3 separate regions of the Zea mays genome follow, and regions 2 and 3 are each linked to region 1. The links are chromatin contacts, called in public Hi-C maps. All regions are on one chromosome and are shown on one strand. The core of a region is the stretch at or near the end of the contact, and the rest is flanking DNA. Distances in the headings are between cores, read along the strand shown. Region 1 holds the start of LOC606487. Region 2 has its middle 21 kb from the start of LOC111589745. Region 3 has its middle 14 kb from the start of LOC118472905.

Region 1 (2,775 bases), core at 200-2,699:
GACTGAAATACCCTTTATGCTTAGGATATCAAGAAGAGAGAGTACTAAATGAAGGGTAGAGATATGAATAAATCTGCTTCAATCTCTTTTAGCTATCCTTTAAACGACTTAACACTAAAATCAATTAGAGAGTGTTTGGTTTGAGGGATCATTCCCTCCAAAATAAGGTAGTTCATCATGAGTTCATTCTTCAAATTTGGTGAGATGACATCATTTCTTATATTAGTACTAACTAAATATGAGGATTAAGATAGTGATGGATCAACTTATTCCATTATACAAACCAAAAAAAATGTGTGGAGTGTGAAGATGATGGACTAGCTCATTCTTCAAACTAAACACCCCACTAATATCTACTTTAGTTCTTCTATTTAGCAAAAAAAAAGGTTAAAGGTTAGTTTGTGAACCCATTTTTCCAAAGGTTCTCATTTTTCAAAAGAAAATTATTCAAAAGAAAATTAGTTCATTTTCCTTTAAAAAAATAGAAATCCTTTGAAAAAATAAAGTTCCAAAGCTACCCCTAAACGACAACTAAAGATTAGTCCTCAAACAAAAAGACCTAAAATCAGTTACTCTACAGTACACAGGAGAAGGTACAGGAGAAGGTACGGAGGTGGTCTGTAGCCCTTGAATCCTTCCCAATTTCAACTTGACTTCCTAGCAAATCTCAACTGCAGCTGTTGAATTCTTTCCCCAATTCCAAATTACTCCCCTTAGAGTGTACGAAATTTCAATATGACATCATGAGCACTTAACAGAGGTCTAAACGTCAAACTCTTCCCATGTTTTAAATGACTTTCTATGACAGCTTAAGTTTATCTATGCATCTACTACTTCGTAGATTTAGTGGAAATACAGATCTCCAAATAGAGCAACTGCCAGCTCAAATTACTCACACAAATGTTGCCGCAAAGCTCATACGGGTTTCCGGTTCAGCATAGAGATCAGCAGTAGGGCAAACTAATTTAAATCACACCTATAATTACTAAGTAACCACGAAAAGCATGTGCAATAAATTCGTTGCATGCACATATCAATACTCCACCCATAATAAATCTGTGTGCACAACCGTGGACATCAAATCGTCTCAGGCTACATCAATCAACATAATCCCTGGACGGAGACGGACTGTACGGACCCGCTAAAATCCCTAAAATCCTGCCCACTACACGCGCCGCACCCTAATCACCCCCGAACACAAGCATCCCAGATGCGATTCAGAGCAAATTTGAACAGGGGGGCGACCGCATAATAAGGAAACCAAAGACGAATCGATTTGAACCGCGGAATCCCCTAAACAGCTTTCCAAACAAAATCACGGGAATGGGGATCGAGGAAGACGAGGCACGGGGACGCGTACCAGCTTGCCGGCTTCCTGGGCCTTGGTCATGTGGGCGTCGAACTCAGCCTTGCTGTGGCACGCGATCACGACTCCCTGCTCGGACGCCATTGATCTCTTCTTCCTCGGTGTCGGTGAGATCGAGAGCTTCTGTTCGTTGTGATTGCAAGGTACCTTTGGTGGCCTCATCCGGTGCGCGTGCACGCGACATTTATAGGCGCAGCGACTGGGTTGAGAAATGACCGGAAAGCCCTGGCGGCCCACGTTGCGGTTACGGGCCGCGTACGCGGGGTTACGTACGTCACCGCGCTCGTGGGCGGCTGCCGTGTTATTTTCTCGAATTCTCGAAGGTTCCCCACTTGTGCTTGTCGACGGCCCGCAAAATATAAACTTGACCGGTCAGCGTATTTGAAACTTGACCGTTAATACATTTATTATTTATCTATTTTAATTATATTTTAAAATGTGTATGGCTACGTTAATATAAACTTGACCGTTTATATTGATACGGTTATTTAAATCTGAACGAGTAGCTACCACGGGCGTGTTATCTTTTTAAAATGTTTTAAAATGCATTTTAAAAACCGTATGGATATTTTTAGCAAATGTGTAGAATTTTTTAATGGAAACTTATTCTAGTTGGTAGTTCTCTTGTGGCATATTATAAGACGTTTTAACATTTTTTGTAGTATAATATATATATATATATATATATATATATATATATATATATATATATATATATAGAAAAATAATAAATCTAGAAAAAATAAAATACCTTATAATTTAAAACAATGGAAAATACAATCCATGTCGTTTGGGTTTGAGGTTGCAACTACTAACTACATTAGTTGCAATAATAGTCATAATTAGGTTTTATTTAGTTTAGCTATAGATTAATAAAAAACTAATTCTAACTGTTATCTATGAGAAAGTTGTTATGAGGTAGGGTAGAAGGCGATTATCAATTGAACTAAAAATTATAATTTTTTAAAAAAATATTCTGTTTTTGTCATCGCTTAATTGAGATTCTAGATTTTAGTATTAAATTTGGTTTAGAAACGTGAACCAAATACATTCTTAATTTGTTGGATTGCATGTGTTATTTTACGCTCTTGTAGTCGTACCTGCATGACAAGGTATGAGGGAAATCACTACATGTTTGGTTCAGCTTTTTTTTGACAAGTTTTTCTAAAAATTTAGCTGTAGGAAGAATCTGACTGTATAGAGAATCTGAGTATCATTAAGATTACATGCGGATGAAAATAAAGGTGTACATAGGGCTCAGAATCTAGAAAGTGACGGATTTCTACTATTTCAACGACTCAACCGTATATGTGTTTATGTTGATTTTTGAATAATTTTTACTCAAACGAATTTTATAAAAACTGTCTGAGAAGCTAAGTGTTTGGCTGTCCGCAGCTTTTGGTGGCCAA
Region 2 (2,775 bases), core at 97-2,596, 770 kb before region 1:
CGCTAGCCCAAGATAGGAGCGAGGCCTGCAGGGCAGCAACGACGACGCTCTACCTAAGCAGTAGCGGCTGTGGTGGTGTTGCAGACTCGCAGGGTAGGGAGGTGTAGGTGCGAGGGCTCAAGGGGTGACTTGCCCGCTGCAGTGGTGGTGAGCGCTAGATTAAGCACGGTGGGAGTAGGGCAGAAAGCATGTGGAGCAGCGATGGCGCTCTAGTAGCGACCAACATGTGTGTTGGGGTTGTAAAGCCCAAAATTCGTATAAGAGAAAATAATAAAATAAATAAATAAATAAATGATATAGTAAATTTAGATATCTCAATTTATACTTAAGCTTTGATTTTTGAGGACTGAATCTCGAAACTAAGAGTTAATTAAGAAAAGAAGTAATAAAAATATTTTCTATTCAACTAAATGATTATTCATTTCATAAAATGACTTTTATCTAAATGAGTATTAAATTTAGATGACTCAAATCTGGACTAGATTTTCTTTTTAAGTTTAACACATAAAATTGAAACTCGAAAAAAATAAATAATAGAAGACACTCCATTGATTTGTTTTATTCATAAATTATGCATATTCTTAAAATAATCAAGAAACTCTTAAATGAAAAAGCGTGGCCTGGTGGCTCCGCTGCGAACCCCAGGACCAAGGACCCCCTGGGTTTCCGCTGCCACCATCAAATCGAGGGAGAGAGATCGATGAGGGTGCCACCATCGTGCCAACCGTAGGGAGAGAAAGTGGAGTACCACCGGGGTTGATTTCATGCTGGGGCATTGTTGGGTATGGCTGGTGTTGTCTGGGAGGCGGCCGACCCTGTCGATGGGCATGGTGCAGTCGCCGTGCTCCGGGATACGCGGGGGAGTTGTGGTTCCTCGCTGGGGCTGTCCTCTGCCAGGGGCTGCGTCTCGCTGCTCGTCGGTGCCGTTGTTTGGGCACATATGTGCTCAGGATACTTCATTGATGGCCTGAGGGTGTCCCTGTGTGGTGTTGGGCGGCTGCGGATGATCAGTGCTCAACGAATTGCTCGCCGGAGATTAACTCCGCCGCTGATTTGATGCTATCCTGTGGCCAGCGATCTCCGTCGCACCTTTTCTATTGAGCTTTCTCCCATCCTGTCCGTGTTGGCCTTAGAGTCGTTTAGCGTGTTTCAATTTATCAAGTAGTGCACCAGAGCCGTGGATCACCGCACGACGGCGGGAGCTCCGCCGTCGTTCACTGCTGCGCCGCCGTGTTCAGGCTGGGGGTAGAAGATCATACGCAGAACCATGGATCCATAGATGGGCGGCCCAGATTAGGTTTAGCATACCTCCTAGGGCATTGGATCTGTGCCGTTGGATCGGTATCCTATGGCTCGAAACAGATCATGTTCCATTAAGTTGTAGCCGTTGATCTCCGATCTTGCGGCTGATAGCTATACCGGTTCAGTAAACGTTTGGATCTAATCCTCGCCACGAATCGCTGATCCAACGACCATTGCTCACCGATACCCCTTCGCCGCGGCTATTTTGTTAAAAAGCCCTCAGCGATTTAAGAAATTAACCCGCCATCCTCTGGCTGTATAAAATAAATACGGGTGGGCCCCTGGAATTTATAGTTTTGCCCCCGAACCTCTGATAATTAGTACCCGCGGCCCAGAGCTTAAATAAATCCAGTAATTAATATAGAAAAATGATTTCTAGTATAAAAATAATTCCAGAATCTTGTTTAATTCATAAGAAATTCATTCGAACTCCTTTTTGATCCGTTTTAGTTGCATTAAATTCATAGTAATATTGTTCATCCTCTAGTAATCTTATTTTAGTATGAAGCATATGGTTAAAATTATACGCTTGATTTGTTTAGTATCTACCACTTAAAACTTTGGAAAATCATAACTAATTCATTTTAACTCTGTTTCAATCCGTTCAAGTTGCGTTAGCTTCGTATAAATATTTATTATGCAGTAACAGCATTAATTATACCATATCACATAATTTTATAGTTAGATAATTATTTATTCTATGTCTACTAGATTAACTCTTCTGAATCAAAGCTAAACTGTCCATGATTATAATTTGATTAAAATATGAGCTCTAGTAAAGTTGTAATTAAGATTAAAGTTGAGTTAATTAGTTATAAAATATTCTCTCATATGATGTATACTAACCAATTCATAATATAGTTTAATATTTAAATCTCATAGATCTTCCATAAATCACAACTCCTTAATCGTAACTCTGAATTTAGCGATTCTCGAACCCACGATCTCGTAGCTACGCATAGATTATTATTATGCAGTTTATTCTTATGTTTGTTGTAATGTTAATTTTGCTTATACTATGTTTGTCTGTATTGCTACGTTTAGCAGTGAGGTCACGAGTCATCTGAAGATCATCCTGATACCTAGAATCTCAAGTCCCACACAAGTTGTGCCCTTGATCAATTTTGTTTATCTAATAATGTTCTTTATAATTATTTATTCATGCATAGGTTTAATTTTAATGGGACCTAATAGGTCACCCTAGTCTGATTATCTTTATACCTTGTGTACCCCTGAACTATTTGGGTAGTTTTGCTATTGCTGTATATGGTTTTAGGATTAATATCACCTTATGTCCATGTTCTAATTATTCTATTATTTTATTTATTGTTCATGTCAAGATCATTATTTTTAAATGGAACATGGAGTGGAATGGGACGCCCTTGGCTGACTAATTAGGAAAGCTAGTGGAAGACTACCTTACCCGAAAGGGGCAAGGGCAGTAGGGGAGTAGGCGTGTAGGGAGGTTCTCGG
Region 3 (2,775 bases), core at 99-2,598, 590 kb before region 1:
GTTTTTGCCCCTGTTTATTATAACATGTGAACAACATATTTAAAAGTGGACAACTAAATCAAAGACACAAAAAAACTTATGCATCATTCTGGAGTTTATTTGATTGTGCATCTATAAATAATAAAATTAATAATATAAAAAACAATACATTGATATACAAACTAGAATTTAAAACCTAAATGGGGAGCAAAACTTTGGAGAAAGAGAAGAGAATACCACATAAAATAAAGGAAATAAATATATTCTTTTATCATAAGATTTGAATTTGTACATTGATATATGTGCAAGTCACAACCAAATTTAAATTCTAAATTCGAAATCAAAAATGGGAAAATGAAATAAAAAAAGAAAAGAAGAAAGAACGTGAATGGGTCCAAACTTTTCCCTCAGCCCACTCCTATTTCCCTAACCGGTCATTGCCCTGTTATACCGCACGACCAGGCTCACGCCTCCCTAGAGTGCGCCGACGGGTGGGCCCGCTCGGTCGGTGACTCTGGTGCGCGCCTGCATCCGTTCGTCGACACTGGCAGCGGGACCCTATCGTCAGGTGCGTCTCCTTCCCCTTGCGTTTAGGAGTTTGTTGCAGCGAACGCCGAGTCCACCGGAGTCTGTTCGATTCGGTGGGTCCGTGATGGGGGATTGACTGGGGGCGGAATCTTCAGCGCGCATAAAGGGCGAACCCATCCCCTCTAATCTAGACCCTATTCCTCCACTTGAACCCCACCGTTGGCGTGAACACCGAGCGAAGAACCAAAAGAAAGTCGCCGCCACCGCTGTACTTCCTCCTCACCGTCGTTCAATGCGCCGACATTAGCTGTTGGGCTTCGCGATGTCAACGGGGCGGGAATCAGAGCCTCGCCAGGGGAGATTGGGAAGCGGGGTTGAGGTTTCGCTCTCGAAATTAAGACTCATGACCGATTCGACCGAGTCCTAGACCATCAGCGTCGCTGCTTCCTCCGCCGTTGAGGTAACCTTCATCATGTCCACTCTCGTCTCCGCCTTCTCTAGGTCCTGTTAGGACGCGTGATTAGGTACGGTTGGGAGCTTAATTGCTCGCCGGTGGCGGGCAGAGTCACCGTGTCACCTTGTTCGGGCGCAGGGGGGGTTTGAGCGGGCAGATCCATACGGGTTGGCTAGCGGCGTCATGGCGTTCGGTCCTCGGTCGTGTTCGTTAGAACCATATGGCTCATAGGACGACGTAGCCAACGCCGACGGGGCTTACTCCGTTGCGGTGACATGTGCGCCACTCAGTGCGCTGACAGGAGGTAGGAGACGACTAGGTACCGGTCGACAGTAGCTTGGGGGAGAAGCATATGCCGTTGATATCTAGTTCAACGGCTAAGATTAGGAGCTGGCGTACTGATTGGGGAAACTGTCATGGAACGTTAGATCGTGATCCAGTGGCGCGGAGTGGATCTATGACTCATTAAATTCGGGTCGTTCACTGTTGATCCAACGACTTCACGCGCGTTACGTTTCATAAAACTTAGATTCAATCTGATGGATCCACGTCTGATCCAACAGCCCATTGTGGCCGATACCTCTTCGCAGCGCTAGTTTACATAGGGGACCCTAGAAAATCTAGGAATCAACCCGCCGTCCGTGTGGACTGTTTCCTGAGTCTTAGAAGTTTTACCCTGTAGCCCCTACACTTTCTGGAAAATGAGGCCCAGTCCAGTACAGTTTGAAATTGAATAAATAAATTGGAAAATAGATTTTTAATATGAAAATAAATGCTAGGAATTGTAAAATTCATAGCAAATTCATATGAACTCCAAATTAGTCCATTCCAGTTCCTAAAATTTTGTAGTATTATTCTCTATCGCTTAGAGTCTCTGTTTTGTCATGACAACAGTAAGAAAAATAATTTCTCATTTAATTCTATTTCAAGCACATAAAACCTTTGGAAATTCATATCTCAAAATCTATAACTCCAAAAATTATGATTTCTGTTCCTAGGATTTTATTTTAATGTGTATATTATTAGTATGTATTTTCCTTACATGTTTGGTGTGATGTTAATTTTCTCTATATTGTGCTTGTTTATATTGTGGCGAGTAGAAGAACCTGTGAGTGAGGATCATAGTGACCAGCAGATAGAAGTAGCTGAGCAGGAGCTCATTGAAGGCAAGTTGTGCCCTTGACCACTTTTTACCCAATAATGCTCTTTAATGTCACTTATTCATGCATAGGTTAATTTTGATGGGACCCGATAGGTCACCCTAGATTGTTTATCTCATTACCTTGTTTACTCCTGAATCACTTGGGTAGTTTGCTATAGTTTTACATGGTTTTGGGATAATCATTTATTATATCCATGTTCCAGTTATTTTGTTATTCTATTTATGTTCATGTCAAGATCATTAATGTTAATTGGAACATGGAGCTTAACTTGAGAAACACGTGCCACCACAAGGTTTTAATGGGACACCCTTGGCTGACTAATTAGGAAAGCTAGTGGAAGACTACCTTACCCGAAAAGGGCAAGGGCAGTAGGGGAGTTGCATGCATGAAGGTTCTCAGGTTGATTTTGCTGCGATGGCGGTCAGACGAGGGATTCTTGCAAGTGCTCTTCCCATAAACTGTAGCGCCTTTTCGGAAGCTAGTGGAACTTTGTAAATGCCTCGCAGTGTTGCCCTACCTCGCTTCTTAGGTAGAGGTGTATGGGAGTCGCGATACCTTGGCAGATGAGTAACATGACTTGTCGGTAAAGGGTACAACCTCTGCAGAGTGTAAAACTGGTATACTAGCCGAGCTCACGGTCAAGAGCAGCTC

The links. A called contact is a pair of places that touch in the nucleus more often than the background predicts.
Region 2: a Hi-C map of ear shows a contact between it and region 1, with 2.7 times the contacts expected there. The contact joins the enhancer-like site here to the promoter of LOC606487 in region 1. A contact is called at or near these places in 2 of 25 Hi-C or Micro-C datasets (ear and tassel).
Region 3: a contact with region 1 is called in a Hi-C map of ear, with 3 times the contacts expected there. The contact joins the enhancer-like site here to the promoter of LOC606487 in region 1. A contact is called at or near these places in 2 of 25 Hi-C or Micro-C datasets (ear and tassel).

Annotation. Positions count from the first base shown.
Region 1 is chr7:13,500,482-13,503,256 of Zm-B73-REFERENCE-NAM-5.0, forward strand. It overlaps LOC606487, which reads right to left and starts at 1,450. Exons shown (of 3, transcript NM_001112341.1): 1 at 1,361-1,450. The coding sequence starts at 1,450.
Region 2 is chr7:12,733,140-12,735,914 of Zm-B73-REFERENCE-NAM-5.0, forward strand. No RefSeq gene overlaps it. Among protein-coding and RNA genes, the nearest start is that of LOC111589745, 21 kb to the right of the region's middle. Within about 2 kb of position 1,347, at least 18 of the 20 cell types and tissues checked have an H3K27ac peak or open chromatin away from gene starts, as enhancers often do. A contact at or near this core is called in ear and tassel, where this site is marked.
Region 3 is chr7:12,914,448-12,917,222 of Zm-B73-REFERENCE-NAM-5.0, forward strand. No RefSeq gene overlaps it. Among protein-coding and RNA genes, the nearest start is that of LOC118472905, 14 kb to the right of the region's middle. Within about 2 kb of position 1,349, at least 18 of the 20 cell types and tissues checked have an H3K27ac peak or open chromatin away from gene starts, as enhancers often do. A contact at or near this core is called in ear and tassel, where this site is marked.